Linked DNA regions of Sus scrofa: region 1 is linked to region 2. The links are chromatin contacts, called in public Hi-C maps. All regions are on one chromosome and are shown on one strand. The core of a region is the stretch at or near the end of the contact, and the rest is flanking DNA. Distances in the headings are between cores, read along the strand shown. Region 1 holds the start of GDI2 (GDP dissociation inhibitor 2). Region 2 holds the start of ANKRD16 (ankyrin repeat domain-containing protein 16).

Region 1 (3,827 bases), core at 151-2,650, 52 kb after region 2:
AGCTAAGCCACAATGACAATGCCAGATCCTTAACACGCTGAGACACCGGTGAACTTCTGAGAGTAAATCTTGAAATACCATCTCTTCTGTCTGCTGAGTATGCAGACCTGTCTGAAAACAGAGGCCTTTAGGTAAATCACTTACCTGAAAGGCCTGCTGTACAGGTCTACTCTGTTTGGTTGTGAACACCAGCCACTGCTTGTATCCTCCCTCACAGCTGGAGATCCCAAAGAGAATCCTAAAAATGGTGGGTTTGTTTGGAGGTGGGCCCAGGCAAGGATGGGTGGGGATAGAGGGTATAGAAGGCAAACAGGAAATTGTTTCTTTTACGCTCATGGGCTAAACCTATTCACATAGTGGTCAGCTAATATTTTTACAGCTGGTTTAAGTTATCTATCTCCTTAGTAGGTGGAGACCTGCTTCCAATGAAGTCTGGCCTTCCCTTTTATGCTAAAGGTTACCTTTTTCTTTTAATTATAGTTGATTTACAATGTTAAGGGTTACTTTTTCTTTTTTGGCTGCACTAGTGGCGTGCAGTTAAGTTCCCTGGCCAGGAATTTAACTGTATCCACAGGATCCTCAACCGCCTAGGCCACAAGAGAACTTCAAGGGTTACTTTGTACAGTCCCCCCCCCCGCCCCCCCGCAAGCCTTCTAAATTTCCTAAGGCCGAACATGGGGCAACGCATCAAGCAAGAATGACACCGGATACGAAGTAAGATAAAGGAGTGATTTCTGAACTCAAAATATGTTGGGTCCTTTTTCCTTCAGGAAAGGGAGACAGGATAGACAAGCTAGACAAGCATCAAAAGACCAGACAAGGCGCGCCGTGGGGGCGTAGGAGCTGAGCCGTCGCAGGCCCAGCCGGGGTCAGGCCACGTGGCGTCAGCTCCGGGTCTGCGGGCGGGCGGGCAGGCGGGAATGCGGGGCCCCAGGCGGCTGCCCGCAGTCCTGGGGCAGCGGGTTCCGGTCCACGTGGCCGCCGCAGGCCCAAAGTCCAAGGGCGGCGGCAGGGCCCGGGGTCCACGGTGTGCCTCGGATCCCCCAGCAAAGCGGGAATAAGGAACTGGACAGCCGCTACCGGGCTGCAAGCACGTTCTCGCCCCAGCCTTGGGGAAGGTGGGGGGGGCAGCGCGCAGCACTGCAGCCCCCGACCACGGTGGCTGGTTGCCCCCCCGGCGGGGGGGGAAAGAACCGGAAGCCACGAGGGGGACCGCCCGCCCTCTTCTCGCGAGACGTGGGACAGGCAGGGGGTTGGTCGGGCGATGGGAACGTAGCCAATGAGCCAGCGGGAAAGGCGTGATCGACGGCCTCCTCTAAGCCCCGCCCCGGCTGCGGAGGCCGCGGTTGCCGCCTGCCTCTCCTTCCCCTCCCCGTCCTCCCTCCCTCCCCCGCCCCGCTCTTCTCTTCCCGTCTGAGGTGGCGGCCGGCTCCGTCCTCGCCAGCTCCGTGTTCCCTGTGCTCCCGCTTCCCTTTCCCCTCGGGCCCGGGCCGGCCTGCGTGCTCCCCTGCCTCCTCAGGGTGGCCGCCTAGCCCCCGACCCTAGCGGGCTGCGCCTTCGGCTTTCTCTGGGCTTCCGTCCGCCCCGGCCCCGCCATGAATGAGGAGTACGACGTGATCGTGCTGGGCACCGGCCTGACGGTGAGGCCCGGCGGGCGGGCGGGGGGCCGGGCCGGGGCCAGGCGGGAGGGGCGGCCGCTCGCCCTGCGCCGCCCCCGCGGGCCGCGCCGGCCTTGCAGGGGCCTCTCCCAGAGTCTCCCGGGGGCCCGGCCTGCGGCCGCACGGGCGAGCGGCGCGTCCGGCGGGGAGGAGACGCCCGGAGGTGGAAGCGGGTCCGGCAGGTGCCTGGCTGGGTCGTGGCGGCCGAGGGAGAGGAGGTGGGGAGTGCGAGTCGGCGGCGCCACGGGAGAGACCAGGCCGGGCCGGGGAGTTGCTGCGCCTCCCGGCTGGGGGGTGGCCTCCGACTCGGGAGCGGAAAAGCCGCCGCGGGGTGGGGGAGGGTGGGGGCCAATCACAGCGGCGTTTCCTACTTGGCTTCAGCCCCTGCTACGAGTCAGCCTTGGGGACAGGTCATTAAGTAATCACTGTTGGCAGGTAGTTACGTTCGGTGAACTTAGACTTTGGAGAAAATCGTCTTCTCATGCTCCTCCCCACTCCCTTCCCTTCGACCACCGTCCCCGCGCCCTTGAGCATCTGTAGCATAGGAAGGGGGTTTTCCCCACAGGTGTCTAATGCTGTCGCCCCTGACGTTGGCCACCTTTCCTTTTGTTTGGTCTGTCTCTGCCTCCGCGGTCTCTTCTGGACCCTTTCCCCTGAGAAGGGATTGGGGTTGGGTTTCTGGAGGCCAAGTTCTCCACTACTCCACGGTGCGCCTCCTACCAGGGTAAATTCCTTTTCCCAGCCATCTGTCTGCGTAGAGAACTTGAGGTAACACCCTGCAGAGAATGCAGGCAGGTGTTCTTCTTTTACAGAAAATGAAGACCGTCCTGCAGAAGAGTTCCATTTAAAGAGCAGGCCATTTCCGTTATCAAACGTTTTTTTGAAATTTGAAGTTTTGACTCTGAGCTGCTTCGTTTTAAGACAGGCACTGATTTTGAGCTTGTGTATCCTGTGTAATCTGATCTCAAAGTCCTGAGTCATTTCACATATACCATGACCAAATTTGTGGAAATGAGTTGTAATCGCTCAAGATCAAATTAATATTTTTTTCAGGTAACACTCCAAAGTAACTTTAGATTTCTTTGGATAAGAGAAAACCTTCGAACTTGCATTTGGCTAGATTTTAAGGAAAAGATTGTTAGAAACCAGAATGGCACTTTTGTGACCTGTCCTTTTTCTATTTATGGTGATTTATGGCGATGGTTGGATAATGCTCATGATGAGCATGCTCGTAATGCATACTTGATTATGTTTGACTAGTCCAGAAAAAGACAAGCGATTGGTTAGGAATCAGTACCAAGAAGGTGAGCTGGCTTACCTAGAAAGCTGTTTAGTGATTCTGAATGCAAGGTATTGGGCTGAATTTCTATTTTGGTAATGAGTTAAAAGACTGTTGGATGCCTAAATGAAAGAAAGGTGTCCCGTCCCCTCCGCCAGAAGTGCTTAATCGGGATTCTGAGCTGAGCTTAGTATTTTGTGGTGGATTTTGCCCATTGAAATGGGCACTGTTGCTGCAAGCGAATTGTAAGAGCCAGTTCCACTGTTTTTCTACAGTTAATGCTGGTCTTTCAGATTTGCTCTCCATTAGGTCAGTTAAGCATGCACAAATGAGTGCAAATCCATCATCCTGCAGGTTTCTACATGCCTAGTTCAGAAGCATCACTTTGTATCAAAGATGGCATGTCTTATTGCATAATAACCAAATTCAAATAATGCACTTTACCAAAAAAAGATACTGCACTTTAAATTTTCACTTGGATTAATTATGACCTTTTTGAAGAATTGTAGATGTGTACTTAACTGGAAATCAGACCAATTTCTGCTGTCGTTTTATAGTGGTGATAAATTTAATCCCTGTGAGCCTTCCTAGATTGTATTTTTGAGGTGTCTTTTGAGAATTATGTCGATTCAGAGCAGTCACACTATCATCATTGATAAGAGTAGTGGCGGTGGGATGATTTTGATGATGTCTTATACCCTTACTTTTAGTGATAACAGGGACTTTGGTTACTTACATGAAGAGACCACCAGAGTAAAAAAGCCTCAAGTTAGAATTATTTTGGAGTGTTTAGAGTAAACGTACCATTTAACTTAATTTTTTTTCTTTTTCTTTTTTTTCTTTGGCTGTACTCCATGCATGGGGAAGGTCCCCGGCCAGGGATCAAACCA
Region 2 (3,772 bases), core at 90-2,589:
CAACTGAAAACACCCGGAGGGTTGAATGACTAGCACCCAGTAAGATCAGGTAAAAACTCAACAGCTACCCTCAGCTCTCCCATCAACCCACACAGCAGGCTCAGATCTTAATGTACCCTCCACCAGCTCAAGGCCCTTTCACATCGCCTTAATTTTCTCAATGTTCAGGTAAGGGGAAAGGAAGACTGCAAAAAAAAAGGAAGCAAAAGGATACAATAAAATGACTCGCCCAAGGTCAAAACAGCAACGCAGAAGGAAAGGAAATGCTAGCTGGCCAGCAGCGGAGGCCACGTCCCCCGTGACTCCCACAGCCCCGAGCAGCGCCGCACCCCTGCGTCCCGTGAGCCCCTGGACCTCCCCCGCGTGCGCGCCCCACTGCGCCCCTGCACCTCACCGGCAGTCTGCCCGCGCCCCTCCACGCCCCCCGCGGGCAGCTCCATGCCCCAAGGCCAGACCCCGCTAAGGACCCCCAAAGGTTCAGCGTCCACACGGCTTGGCCCCACCCGCGCACCCTGCCACGTCGGCGGCCTCACGCACTATGGCGCTCTGCAACGGGGCTCCTGCCGCCGCCGCCGGGCCAGAGCCCCCCAGGCGTCCCAGTCTCAGCGTCCCCCGGGCAGCGCGAGCCCGAGCAGGCCGCGGACTTCCTCCGCCAGCTCCGCCCCCGCCGCAGCCCCGCGAAGAGCCCGCCGCCGGCGCTGACGGACTGTGCTCCGGACCAATCGAAACGCGTGTGCGGAAGGGGCGCGCTGACAGACTGCCCCAGCGACCAATCGGAACGCGCACTTGCAATAGGGGCGGCTACCGCAAGCGGGCCCCGCCCCGTCCGTGCTTCCTCTAGGGCGGAAGAAACGAGTGGAAACTTTCCCAGAGTTCCTCTGAGCTCCGGGACCCGCGGAAGGGCCGCGTCGGGCGGGGCGGGACTGTGGGCGGAGCGGGGCTGGGGGCGGGAACGTGCGGGCTCCACCCCGTCCCCCGGGGGCCCGCGCTGCCAGGTGATCCCGACTGGCGGCGGCGTCCGCACTCAGACGCTTAGAACCTACCCCGGCCTGCCCCGCTTTCGGGACCCACATTGGTGCGGCCTCCGCGCAGGCCTCTCCGGTCTCCCGGCGGCGGGGTGAACTCGGGCTCAGGGCGGGCGTCCCTCCCGGCAGACGCTGCCGCCACTACCTAGCGTTTTGCTCCGGGGCGAAACCAGGGCGTGCGGCAGGCTCCGAGCGTGCGTTCGCGCGAGCCCGCACGCGTGGTCCGTGGGAGGCAGCGTCCCGGGGGCGGGCCAGGCCGGGGAGGGGGCCGGGATCTGGGCGGGGCCGGGGGAGGGGCCCCGGGGCGAGGGCGGGGCATCCGGAAGAGTGTCCCGGGGAGGGGCGGGGCTGGAGGAGGGTCCTCCGGGCCGTCCCGGCCCGTAGAGGATCTCGGGCCATGGCGGCGTCTGTGGACCCGCGGCGGTTGTACCGGCTGGTGCACGAAGGCCAGCTGTGCGCCCTGCGGGAGGAGCTGCGGGCAGCAGGCCGCGCCGACTGCGCGGGGCCGGCTGGGGACACCCTCCTGCACTGCGCCGCGCGCCACGGCCACCTGGACGTCCTGACCTATCTGGTCGAGGCTTGGGACATGGACATCGAAGCCACCAACCGAGACTACAAGCGGCCGCTGCACGAGGCGGCCTCCATGGGCCACCGGGACTGCGTGCGATACCTGCTGGGCCGGGGAGCAGCGGTCGACTGCCTGAAGAAGGCCGACTGGTAGGTGGCGGGACTTTCGGAGAGACCCGCACCCTTCCCTGCAGGATCGTGAATTCCCACTCCGTCCACACTGTAGTTCCTCAACCTTCCCCTATAGAGAAGAATGACCTACAGCGAACCTTGTCGCTGCCCTTGTGGGGACTGTTGCAGTCTTCTGTTCCAAACTGCCTCCCGTTGCAAAGCACAGGACAGTACAGATGAACAGGTAGAGACAGTCAGTCTACGAATTGTTTGTCCCGCGTGTAGATCGCATGAGCCCCAGGATGCGATGTTCTTCTGGGAACATTTAGCTAAATGATGACTTCACCGATGACATTTTTTTTTTTATTTTGAAATTTGTAGTTCACAGAAAGTTGCAAAGAAAGCTTCTGGAAGTCCCATGCTCCCTTCCCCCAGCTTCCCCCAAAGTTCACATCTTAGAGCCACAGCAGGAAAACAAAAGGAAGAAAGTGACATTGCTACAATCCCTGGACTTCCTCAGAGTTCATCAGTTATCCTTACACTGGAGCACGTGTGGTGCTCTGATTTTTATCACATGTGTAGCCTGGCATGACCACCTCACAGCCGTGAGAGTAACCATCGCACCAAGCAGTCGTGTTGTGTTAGATCCACACTGTTTTCAGTACTCACTGGGTCGGTCTAGCCCCTTAGAGGTTATGAACATCTGATGATTCAAACATGTGAAGCTCCTGCCCTCAAGGGATTCCTGCTCTGATGTAAACAAGAAACATCAGACAGCCATATGGCTAAATAAAGGGCACCTTGCCCACTGGTGAGGGGAGAGGCCTGGGATGTTTGGAGGTTTGCTCTTTGGCTGCGACGAAGCCCAAGACTGATTTTCTTGAGCTGCTAGTGAATTGGTCTCAAGAGTGGAGGCACATTACCTCTTAGACTTCTCAGATCAGTTCTGTGGGTAAGGAAACCGTCTCCCCATACAACCATTCAGAGGGCAAGTTTCAGGAGTTCCCATCACAGCTCAGCGGTAACCAACCCACCCAGTAACCATGAGTTACTGGGTTCGATCCCTGGGCTTGGTCGTTGGGTATTGGCCGGCAGCTGCAGCTCCGATTGGACCCCTAGCCTGGGAACTTCCATGTGCCGCAGGTACAACCCTAAAAGCGGAAAAAAAAAAGGCAAGTTTCATTCGATTTTGCATTTCGGAAGTGCAGTCACAGACATGTTTGCCCACTCTTACCTTGCTGGCCCAGGAACTTCCACATGCTGTGGGAAATAAATCTTCGGGGAGTTCCCATTGTGGCTCAGGGATAATGAATCCTAGCCTGAGAACTTCCATATGCCTCAGATAAGGCCCTAAAAAGACCAAAAAGAAAATCTTCCTTTAAAAAACCTAGTTCAGGAGTTCCCGTCATGGCTTAGAGGAAATGATCTGACTCGCATCCATGAGGACACAGGTTCAATCCCTGGCCTCGTTCAGTGGGTTGAGGATCCAGCGTTGCTAGGAGCTGTGGTGTAGGTCACAGACACGGCTCGGACCCTGTGTTGCTGTGGCCGTGGTATAAGCCGGCAGCTGTTGCTCCAATTAGACCCCTAGCCTGGGAGCCTCCATATGCTGCTGGTGTGGCCGTAAAAAGACAAAAAAAAAAAAAACAAAAAACAAACAAACAAAAAAAACCAACCTCATTTAGAAGCAGCTTTGCCTCCTCGCTCTCGCCTTTCCCCTCCTGGAGGTGCACTGACATCAGGATCTTTCTCCCCTTGTTACCTCTCCAGGGTCCTCGCGGCCAGCAGAGAAGCTGCCAGCCAAGGCTGTTTTCCTGCTTCCCAGACCCCAACATCCTCCAGCTCCTCTCTGTGCCGAGGACGTGCATTTTTCTGAGGACCTGGTCCCGGGCTTCCAGCATCTTGGCTGCCGCCTCCCCATTTGACCACTTGTCCCTTTTGGCCTTAGGACTCCTCTGATGATGGCTTGCACCAGGAGGAACCTCGAGGTGGTCCAGGACCTCGTGGAGCACGGCGCCAATCCGCTCCTGAAGAACAAAGACGGCTGGAACAGTTTCCACATCGCCAGC

The links. Hi-C and Micro-C count contacts between places; a contact is called where the count stands out from the background.
Region 1: a contact with region 2 is called in a Hi-C map of liver, with 6 times the contacts expected there. The contact joins the promoter of GDI2 here to the promoter of ANKRD16 in region 2. A contact is called at or near these places in 1 of 5 promoter capture datasets (liver), 9 of 47 Hi-C or Micro-C datasets (alveolar macrophages, brain, epiblast stem cells and 4 more) and 2 of 2 datasets of contacts at active chromatin or transcription factors (alveolar macrophages and skeletal muscle).

Annotation. Positions count from the first base shown.
Region 1 is chr10:65,159,300-65,163,126 of Sscrofa11.1, forward strand. It overlaps GDI2 (GDP dissociation inhibitor 2), which reads left to right and starts at 1,401. Exons shown (of 11, transcript NM_001001643.1): 1 at 1,401-1,640. The coding sequence starts at 1,596.
Region 2 is chr10:65,107,704-65,111,475 of Sscrofa11.1, forward strand. It overlaps ANKRD16 (ankyrin repeat domain-containing protein 16), which reads left to right and starts at 1,340. Exons shown (of 7, transcript XM_005668213.3): 1 at 1,340-1,742; 2 at 3,652-3,772. The coding sequence starts at 1,423. FBXO18 (F-box DNA helicase 1) reads right to left here and starts at 1,272. Exons shown (of 20, transcript XM_021065040.1): 1 at 1,044-1,272.